3 separate regions of the Mus musculus genome follow, and regions 1 and 3 are each linked to region 2. A link is a contact called in public Hi-C and HiChIP or PLAC-seq data. All regions are on one chromosome and are shown on one strand. Each heading gives the region's core, a stretch centred on a gene start, on an enhancer-like site or on the middle of the called end of the contact. The rest is flanking DNA. Distances are from core to core; before and after follow the strand shown. Region 1 holds the start of 4930520O04Rik (RIKEN cDNA 4930520O04 gene). Region 2 holds the start of Clasp2 (CLIP associating protein 2). Region 3 holds the start of Cmtm6 (CKLF-like MARVEL transmembrane domain containing 6).

Region 1 (3,698 bases), core at 883-3,382, 630 kb before region 2:
TATTCTTAAGTATGTCGTAAAGTGAAGTCGCATCGTCATGAGGGACAGGAGATTAACCATGATTGAACTGACACTATCCAGAGTAGGAGACACTGGTCCTCATTCTAGCTGCCTGGAAGCCAGTCTTCTGCTAGCAGCCTTCAGATGAAGATGGAGAACTCTCGGCTCCTCCTGCACCATGCCTGCCTGGATGCTACCATGTTCCCACCTTGGTGATAGTGGACTGAACCTCCGAGCCTGTAAGCCAGGCCCAATTAAATGTTGTTCTTACAAGAGTTGCCTTGGTCACGGTGTCTGTTCACAGCAGTAAAACCCTAACTAAGACACTCATACACAATTTTTTTTTCAAACGGTAGGTAGCACATGAGGAATGTCGCCCTAACTTGTCCTCTGGTCCCCATGCACACAGGTCTCCATCCACGAACAAATATACATGCATACACAGAGAAGCACAGAAGACCAGGTAACTAACACCCTGGCTTACTTAGCCTGGAGGATATGCTGCTGGCATCTCTGACCCTCCTTCTCTCCCCCCCCCCCAGAACCCCACCCTCAGCTTCAGGAGCCACCTTGTGTACACTTCTGCAGTGCTGCTGGAGAGGTGGTCAGGAGCTGATGTCCAGAAGCACCCAGCGCTCCAGGGTTCTCCTGCCGCCACCACCCTCCATCCTTGTCACGTTTTTGGAAAACCTATGCCTAGGTTCTCTTTGCCCTCCTTACACAGCCTTTAAAAATAGTCATTAAAAAAAAAAAGACATGCAGACATGCCAGAAATAACCAGTGGCTCAATGAACCTCTGAACAAATATGGTCAGTACAGAGATGGCCTGGAACAGATATTTGCTTGGTAACAGCTATTCACTCAGTGCCCTACAGAGGGAGTGTCTTGTGGCTATGGCTGATCAGACCAGAGGAATTAAAAAGAAAGGCTAGAGAGAGCCAGACATGGTGGAACCCCGGAACGTGAGAGGGGCAGGCTGGGGTGTCTGCAGTTCAAGGACTTCCTCAGCTGCCTAATGAGTTCGAGGCCAGTTTGCGCAGCAGGAGAGATTATCCCCCAAACAAACAAAAGCCCTTGGGAAACATGACAAACAAGACTACTACTTCACTTAAACACGATGGTCTTCTCTCAGAAGCTGTATCTGTCTTCAGGTCATCATCTTCGGGATATAGTTCATCACTGTTCAGACCCGGTATGTCTCACAACTGTTTGTACAATCAACTTATACACCATGCATTCACTACAGCTACTCCAAATTAAAAAGGCCAGAGTAGGAGAAGCTGCAGTGTTTGGCCAGGACTATTTCAGAACACATTTCCGGGAAGCTGATTCTCATCTCACAACAGTAAAAATGTATGCTGGCAAAAATGTCAATCTAGATTTCATACATACCTTTTAAAAGAGTCAGGTTTTAATCAAGTTATTTTCTGTGACGAGTTCTCTCGGATGCTTTGGGCACCCCTTCATCTAATGAAAAGAAACACATTTTAAGCATCACACACCACTTCCTATTGCTCTAATACTTCAATTAGGAAACTAAGCTGTATCTCCCTTACCTTGGTATCTTTTTGCAACTGCTTTGATGATGTTAAGAATGATGACGCCATGGTCCCTGTGAAAGGGTTCATGTGCATATAATCCGATGTCACTTAGGTGTCACCAGTACCTTCCAAACAGCACAAAAGGCCTTGCATATTTTTCTGCAAACCCCGCTGTGTAAGAACCCACCCAAACTGGGACTGAGGAACCAGAACGCACGCAGCCTTCAGCCAAGCTGCCCAGTCCCAATCTCCCCAGGGCCTAGGCTCCAATCCTGAAATCTCTTTTGCTGCTGCGCACTTCTCCCAGGTAGTTTACACCGGTACCCTAAGCTCAAGTGCGGAGGGCTGCTCCGCAGAACCGGAGCATCTAAATTTACTCTGTAACCCCACATTTTGCTTGGTCACCAGGTCGCCTAAAAGAGTAACCTACAGCGCAAAGAGAACCCTCAGCTTTCCGCGCAGGTCCCTTTATAGTTTAGGGTGCAGTCAGAGCGAGGCTGTCCTTCCTTCCTTCTGTTACGGATTGCACCCGAGAGCACGTGGGGGCGCGGCCGTTCCTGAAGCACCGCGTGGAAAAGCTGTGGGTCTTTTCTTCCCGGCCTTTCCGGGGGAGGTGCGCGCCGCCCGCCTGCCGCGTTCCTGTCCGTTGCTGCGCGCGCTCCCGCTGGCTCGCCGCCACCGGTTTCTTCCGAGTCTGGCAGGCAGCTTAGCCCTACGTGGAGTGGGAGTGGCGTCAAAATTCAAAGGAACTGCCGCAGTTGGAGGCGTTGTACCACCTGCTTCGAGACGGTTGGCGGCCTGGAGTGGCCTTGACCTCACCCCAAGTCTAACCCGGGTGGCAGCCGCTCTGCCGAAGGGACCTTGGAGGACAGAACTACACCGGTGAAACGGAAAAGCCACGCGTTTATCCTTCGTGCACTCTGGGGACGCCGCTGGTCTGCAGAGAGCCACGCTGTCCGGTGCTCCCTATCCAATGCCTGCTTGGGCGCCCAGCCAGGTCCAACCTCCAACCCAGCCCCACCCATCCCACTACCAGACTTTGGGGACAATTATACTGTCAGTATCCTCAGAAGTCATTCTGCTTCACAGAGGAGGCAGCAGGTCAAAAGCCACCAATTGGCCTTTATTTATTTTACGGCAAGATTGATTTATTTTGTGCTGGGATTTGAATTCAGGACCTTTGGGAGAGCAGTCAGTGCTCTTACCCGCTGAGCCATCTTACCAGCCCCACACCAAAGTCTTTGACCTTCCCGAAGCAATCAGTAAGAAACTTCCATCAACTCTGACCAGACAGAATTTCAGAATTACTGCAAACAGGGCTAGTGAGATGACTCACTGGATAAGGGTGCTTGCCATGAAAATGAGGCGAACTCAGTTCAATCCCTGAAACGCATGTAGAGATGGAAGGGAGAATACACTCCACAGAGCTGTCCTCTGATCACCATATGTGCACCGTGGCATGCAGGTCAACACACACATCATGCACACATGCAGTAGTAATGATAGTAAGTGAATAAAAGCCGTTTGGGTAAGAACATCACATAAGGTTTGCCATAGATAGAAGGTAGGGAATAGAATGACATATGGTAAAAGCTTGTCACAGAATCTGGTTAAGGACTGTGCCTCTGGGCTACATTTCAAGCCTGTGGTCTTAATTTGGTTCTCTTTACATCTATGTGCTCAGGTACACACGTGCATGCAGAGGCTGAAGGCCTTAGGTGTTATCCTCAGGAGCACCATTTATTCCCTTTGAGATAGGGCCTCTTACTGATCTGGAGCTCAGGAATCAGGCTAGACTGGCTGAGCACAAGTCTAGGAGATCTTTCTGTTTCTGCCTTCCAGCTCAGAAATTATAAGCATGGGCCAGCCACATTTAACATCATCTTTATGTGGCTATGGGAATCAATCTGGAGTCCCTGGGCTTGCAAAGCCAACGCTTTGTTGAGCCATCTCCATAGCCACAGTATTAGCTTTTTAAGGTCATTAGATGAATGCTTTCTTCAAAATGATTTCTAGTATGTATTTTTGATCTTACGTGTTAGCTTTCATCACAATAACAAGAGAATTCAGATCAGTGGTTCTCAACCTGTGAGTGGAGACGCCATTGACAAACCTATAGCTACAAAAATATTTACATTATGACGTATAACTAGGAAA
Region 2 (3,389 bases), core at 395-2,894:
GCAGTCACTAATAAGATGCCCATGTTCCTTTATTGAACCCTTCACCCATACTCCTTTAAATAACCTTAAGCTTACTGATTCATTTAATCAAAAAAAAAAAAGATACAAAGGTAGAGAGGAACTATATGGAAATAGCAAGAGTGGGAAATAGCGGTGAAAGTGAACAACGTACATTACACAGATGCATGCATGAAGATGCCAGTGAAACCCATTATGTACATTTGATAATATGTGCTAGGAAAACTTTATTTTAAATCTTGCTAAGTCTAACCTTCCAACAATTCCATAAAGATCTCATCATTAAAACTGCTTTTCTTGTCTCTATAGATAGAAGCTTTCAAAGTACAGCCTATTTGCTGGATACATCACTAAGAATCGTTCCATCCACGGGAGCTCCCGCCTGCATTTTAAAGCAATACTGCCACCAGAAGACTAAAAAGAAAAGTAACCACTAACAACTCCAACTAATTACAGAATATTCACTTTTCTCCATCGGTGGCTACATAACAACTCCCTGATGCTGACCGGACACCCATTCCTCCTCGTACCTTACCGCACTCCTCCCCATTCCCGCTTCGTTTGCAGCATCAACTAAACCATAGTGTTTCAAATCTAAGTTCGTCCCAACTGCGGGAAAACAAGAGAACTGATGAGTGGTCAACGGCTTTCTGCTGTCAATTAAGGGAAATGTGAATAAATGCCATGAGATGAGCAGTCCTTCCGTGCGAAGGACCTGAATACGCGCTAACGGTGCTTTTGGGTGATCTCAACCTTCACGTAAAGACTACGAAAGAAAAGAGGGAGAAAGGGAGAGGGGAGAGGAAAAGAGAGGAGGGAGACGGGGAGGGAACGACAGAGGAAAGAGAGGGAGGAAGAGAGAAGCAAAAAAGAAAAAAAAAGGAAGAGAGGCGGAGAGGGATGAAGAGAGGGTAGAGAGAAAAGAAACTGGAGATTAAGTATAACAGCAAGAGATGAACTTGACGGTCCAACTTCACGCCGTACTCAAACGCCCCATCTCAGCGCAGGCGTTGCCATCGGGCGTAGACAAACGTTACAAAGTCTTAAAGCCTTGGGCCGCAAGTTACCACTTTGTAAAGCGCCAAGCAACACAGCAACGTGTCACCGAACCGCCGCCTGGGGCCGTACCCCAAGCCCTGGGGGGCGATGCCAGCGCGTCCCCGGACCCCGGCGGCAGCGCGCCCGCCCGCCCCGGCCGCGCGCCCGTTCGCACCGCCGCTCACCCGGTAGTTGCTCGAGCCCACCCAGCGGGTGAGCGCGTCCACGGTCTTAGCCAGGCGGCTCGGATCGTCCTCCAGGTCCGGGATGGCTCCGGGCGTGCCGAGGCAGAGCAGCAGCTCCTCGCCCGCCTGCAGCCGGCCGCTCACGTCCTTCTGCAGCACTTGGGCGCAGAAGTACTCGGCGCCGCGGGGCTCCATGGCCGCGCCCGCCACCCCTCACACGCCCGTCGCCCCTTACACGCCAACTTTCCTCGCAGCACCGCCGAGGCGCGGCGGTGAAGCCTCCGGGACGCGCCGACACGCAGAGACGCCGCTGCCTGGGGTGCGGCGGCCGGCGGGGGACGGCCCCCCTAAACTAATCAAACTCGGCGCCCCCCGGTCCCAGCCCCGCTTCAGAGGCTGCGGCTGCCGGCGACGTCAGCGCGCGCGTGACGTCAGAGCGACGCGCCCGGCCTCCAGCCCGGCCTCCCGGCGCGCCCGAGCCCCTGTGGGCTGCGGCCTGTGGCGCTACTGATGGCCCGAGCCTTGGGCTGTCGGGGCCGTGTGGGTCGCCTCGCGTGGGCGACCCTGGAAGGCCAGTGTGGGAATTCCGGCATCTCCGGCGATTCGCTCCGCCGCCATCATCAAGACTCAAAACTTTTTGGTACTTCTCTCCCTGCCCCGCCCCTGCCGTCTCTTAAAACCGGAATACACGGGTCGCGTTCTTCCTCGGCACAGGCCTGGCTGTCCCTTCCTGCTGCCACCCCCACAGTCGCCCTGGAGGACTTTCTGTTTCCAGTTGATACCGAGGTTTTGCAAATGGATCCACATTTTCTCTTGACGCACTTTCACCTCCCACCCTCACTTCGGGAAGCCCCCAGACCGCCGTTACCCACTAACCACCTCTGCCCTGGGCGACTTTAATTTGATTTTTGTTTGGACAGAGACTAAAGGCAGCACAGGATGTCCTCGAACTCACCCTACAGTATGGTCTTACATTTCTGGCCCTACCCCTGCCTCCCAAGCCTGAGCCACAGAACTCGAGTTTTGTTTGGGGATGGCTGGGGCCGTTAACTTATAAGATTTCTTTTTATTTCATGTGTACGTGTGTGCACCTGAGTGTGCCCGCTTGCAGAAACCAAAAGTTCCAGGAAGTCAGATCTGGATGGAGTTAAGTGGCAGTTGTAAGCCACCTGATGTGAATGCTGGGAACTGAACCTGGGTTCTCTGCAAAAGCAGCAAACCCTCTTAACTGCTGAGCCATCTCTCCAGCCCAGTGTTGTAGAGAACAGGTTTAGCTGTGACACTTGGACGAGTCGGGAACTCAGTCTCTTGCATTCTAAACTTATTTCTAACATGGTAGGGTAATTTTCCATTTTTTAAAGTTATGTAACTCCACACTGTGTTCTTTTTCCTTTCCTCCCCCTCTCCCAGTTTCTTTAACCCTGATCCCAATATCCCTAGGGCTCAATCTGCTGCTGTAATCTTTGGGTCTAACTTCTCATAGCAAAATGTTGGTATTTCATTCCATGAAGTACGTATCTTAAAAGTCTCTACCTTTTTATACTTAATCCTTCCCCGTTATACTCTGACTTGTTGATCCATCCGTCCATATAGCAATAGGCCTCTGGGTTGTTTGCAGTTTTCCATAATGGTTGGCATAAGCACCTGAGTTTGGGTGCCCTTGGAGGCAGAGGCATCATCAGATCTCTTGCAGATGACTTAGATTCGATTCCCAGGATCCACATGGCAGCTCACAACCATCTAGCTACAGTTCCAGAGGATCCGATGCCCTTTTTGACTTCTAAAGGCGCCAGGCAATGCCCATGGTACAAGTACATAAAATACCCATAACACATTAAAAGTACACATACAAATAAATGTTTTTAAAGTATTTTGAATTTTTAAAATATCATCCCTTAAATAACACAGGTGTTGCTTTGAATGTTGCCATTTAGGAACTGTCTTTCTCTTGGTGGAGCACCCCAGTAATCCTAGCACATGGGCAGCAGGAGGGTCAGGAGTTCAAGACCAGCCTAGGCTACTGAGATCTTCTTTCAAAACACAACAGGAGCCGGAGAAATTGCTCAGAGGTCAAGAGTGTTTGTTCTTGCAGAGACCCAGGCTTGAGTCCCAGCACCTACACGGCAACCCACAGTTGTCTGTAACCCC
Region 3 (3,299 bases), core at 274-2,773, 990 kb before region 2:
AGAGATGACTTCCTTGGAGCAAACAGAAATTTCTCTGTTCAAAAGGTTCCATTAGACACATGTGTTTACTGCAGAGAAGGGCAAAAGAGAAGCGCAAAAGAGACACAATCTGGAGCTGTTGCTATAGCACAGTAGGCAGAGCACTTGCCTCGCATGCACAAGGCCCTGGGTTCAATTCTCCGCACCACATAGACCGCACGGTGGAGCACACCTGTAATCCCAGCACTGTGGAGACAGCAGTATCAGGAGTTCAAAGGTCATCCTCTACATTAGTGAGTCTAAAGTTAACTGGACTACATGAGACTTGAGACCCTGTGAAAAAAGAGTGGAAGAGAAGGAATGGAAAGGAGAGGGGGAGGAAGAGAGGAACAAGGGGAGAGAGGGAGAAGGAAAAGAAGGAGGTGGAAGGGTGGGGGCAAAACCACACCCATCTGGGTTAAAGGAACAGGTTCTGCAAATGCGCAAAGACGGGGAACCCAGGTGCCTGCGGAACCTAAAGGTGTCCACTGCAGACATCTTAGGAGGATGTAGGGGGTTACACAAGACCAGATCTACTTATCACTTGTCTCTGAATGATTTCCTCTCATCCCCAAGCTGGCACCTAAAAGCAGCGCCAGTTTTCTAACTGCTGGCTTTCTACTTCAGGAAAGTAGGTCAACTGAGTTCCAAGAATGTAAGTTCTGATTATCGGCGTTTTGAGAATTTTAAATCTTCCCAAGAAAGGCAGTGGGCCACTTTTAGCATAAATGGCTCACAAAACTAAACAAAACCCATAAACATTCTAAACAATTTGGTTTTCCGAAAAGTGTCTTCTTGAAAAACCTTAATACCCATTGGCAGCTGAGACACAGCAGGAGTATCATAATTTAAATAGCAAAGATGACTACAGTTTCACGCCTAGGCGGAAATAAAGAGAAGCAGGTTCAGGTTCTCTCACCCGCACACATGAAGCAGAAAGATGCCCTTTCGACTCTCTCTGCCTTGATCAAACTCACTGTGCAAGTTAAACACATACACAAACTATCCGACATGTTATATTGCCCTAATGGGCCAGCACCCGGAAAACCGCAAAAGCCAGAAAAGATAAACAGAAAGCACTACGTTGTCTGAAACACAAGCATTCTGGGCGATAATGAAAGAATTCTAGCTGAGAGAAGGGAAAAAGGGTTTAAGAGGCTGAGGCCGGGCCACGGGTAGGCGGTGGACGGCAACGCCTCCTTCCCGGGTAGGAAGGGAAGGAACTGGGGTGTGGAAACGGCTGCTTCCCGAACGAGGAGGCCGAGCGAGCGGCAGCCTCGAGGCATCCACCCCAGCCCTCAGCCCACAGGTCCCGGCCGCCGCCGTAGGCTCACCAGCTGCAAGCCTTTGAGGATGCGCCGATGCCAAGGGAGCCTGCCCAGGACGAAGTAGGCGGCCAGGCCGCTGCGCGCACCCCTGCCAGTGCCCGGGGCCGCCTCGGTGGTGGGACTGTAGACCGCTCCGTTCTCCATCGCCCGCAAACACTCGCTCACCCAGCTAAACTCTCGGCCGAGCGGTAGGGGGCGTCACTTCCTGGGACTCCGCCCACGCTTCCGGTCAACTCCGCCCTCCTCACGCCTCGTCACGCCCCCTCGCTTGCTGAGCTCCAGCCCATAGAATTTCTCTCCCTTTGCCACGCCCCCATGGTTTGCCGCGCCTCTTGTTCGCCACACCCCTCTGCCTTTCCTGCTCTCTGGTTAACTCTCGACAGTTTCTTTCTTTTTTTGGGTTTTTATTTTATTTATTTATTTATTTTTGGTTTTTCGAGACAGGGTTTCTCCGTGTAGCCCTGGCTATCCTGGAACTCACTCTGTAGACCAGGCTGGCCTCGAACTCAGAAATCTGCCTGCCTCTGCCTCCCAAGTGCTGGGATTAAAGGCGTTGCGCCACCACTGCCCGGCTAACTCTTGACAGTTTCATGCTTTCGATGGACTTCAGCTTTTTTGTTTTTTGGATTTTTTAAATTACACTTTGATTAATCTATCTATTTTATCTATATTTTTAATCTATCTATCTATCGATCTATCTATCCATCCGTCCATCCACCTATCTAAGAAGGAGCGTTGTGCTGAGGTCAGAAAACTATTCTGAGTCATTTCTTCCTGAGAATTGAATTCATTTTCAGGCTTAGTAACTGGCGCCTTTACCTACTGAGCCACCTCTCCGCCCTGACTTGATCTGTGTCTTTTAGTTTCGTTTCGGTCTGATTTAAAAATAAAAGAAATAAAACCAAGGTTTCACGTGCCCAGACTAGCCTAGAACTATGTACATAGCCAGCACTAGTCTGCAACTAGTGACAATCCTCCTGCCTCTGTCTCTGAAGTGCTGAGATTACAGGCACGTGCTCCTCCTCCCCTCAGCCTGTTTTGTTTTTTTAAAACTGCCAGAGATCACATTGAGGTCCTTCTGTATGCTAACCGCCCTCCTCCCCCGCGCCCGTCCCCGTCTCCCCCCGCCCCGCCCCCCCGCCCCCCCCCCCGTTGAGCTGCACCCCTCCATGCTCCTCCCACAGAGATTTGACTTATTTCTCACGTCTCACTATCTTCCATCTTTCAGATAGTCATCTTCTCATGGGCGGGAGGGGTGCACCCGCGTATGAAGGTGCAGGCTCGCGCGGGTGCAAGTGTGGAGGTCAGAAGTCAACCTTGAGTATGTTCCTCAGGCACCATCTACCCTGTTTTAGGGCAGTGTGTCTCACTGAACCTAGCTTACTAGATAGGTGAGGCTAAAAGGCTAAGAAGACCCAGAGATCAGCGTCCCGCCTTGCCAGCTCCGCCGTTACAAGCACAGGCTACATTGGTCTTTTTATATGGGTTCTAGGAATCGAACTCACATCACCAATGGCAGCCAGCACTTTACCAGCTAAGCTGTCTTCCCTGTTCTTGTTTTTCAGTATCATTGGATGTTTACAGTACAACTGAAAACCAGATCTGGATATTAAGTTTACTGCCCCGTGCCAACCAGAGACAGAAAATCCTTTCTGGCAGGACAGTTAGCAGATTAATGAAAATTTCAAAGGACAATTAACAAAAAGATTAATCAGAGTGTCAGATATTGATATATGACATGAACATACTGACCATGCCAACAGATGAGTGGACAAAAGAAATGCAGAACATTTAGTGGAATTTTACTCAAGTTTATTGTTCTTGTTTTGTGAAACCATGACATCTGTAGGAAAATGAATACAACAGAGTATTACTGTGAAGGGAAATAAGGCACATTCAAAAGACAAAGGCCATATGGTCTGTCTCATATGTAGGTCCTAGATTTTAAAATTA

Evidence for each region. Hi-C and Micro-C count contacts between places; a contact is called where the count stands out from the background. HiChIP or PLAC-seq counts read pairs in DNA pulled down with a chosen protein or histone mark.
Region 1: a Hi-C map of cortical neurons shows a contact between it and region 2, with 2.5 times the contacts expected there. The contact joins the promoter of 4930520O04Rik here to the promoter of Clasp2 in region 2. A contact is called at or near these places in 1 of 39 promoter capture datasets (the 3T3-L1 cell line), 1 of 484 Hi-C or Micro-C datasets (cortical neurons) and 2 of 115 datasets of contacts at active chromatin or transcription factors (embryonic forebrain and stem cell-derived neural progenitor cells).
Region 3: a contact with region 2 is called in an H3K27ac HiChIP or PLAC-seq map of regulatory T cell precursor, with 6 times the contacts expected there. The contact joins the promoter of Cmtm6 here to the promoter of Clasp2 in region 2.

What each region holds. Positions count from the first base shown.
Region 1 is chr9:114,366,758-114,370,455 of GRCm38.p6, reverse strand. It overlaps 4930520O04Rik (RIKEN cDNA 4930520O04 gene), which reads right to left and starts at 2,132. Exons shown (of 3, transcript NR_040383.1): 1 at 1,972-2,132; 2 at 1,393-1,467.
Region 2 is chr9:113,739,728-113,743,116 of GRCm38.p6, reverse strand. Clasp2 (CLIP associating protein 2) reads right to left here and starts at 1,644. Exons shown (of 40, transcript NM_001114347.1): 1 at 1,242-1,644. The coding sequence starts at 1,436. It overlaps Gm38623 (a long non-coding RNA gene), which reads right to left. Exons shown (of 4, transcript XR_001779313.2): 4 at 3,294-3,389.
Region 3 is chr9:114,729,427-114,732,725 of GRCm38.p6, reverse strand. It overlaps Cmtm6 (CKLF-like MARVEL transmembrane domain containing 6), which reads right to left and starts at 1,523. Exons shown (of 4, transcript NM_026036.3): 1 at 1,353-1,523. The coding sequence starts at 1,490.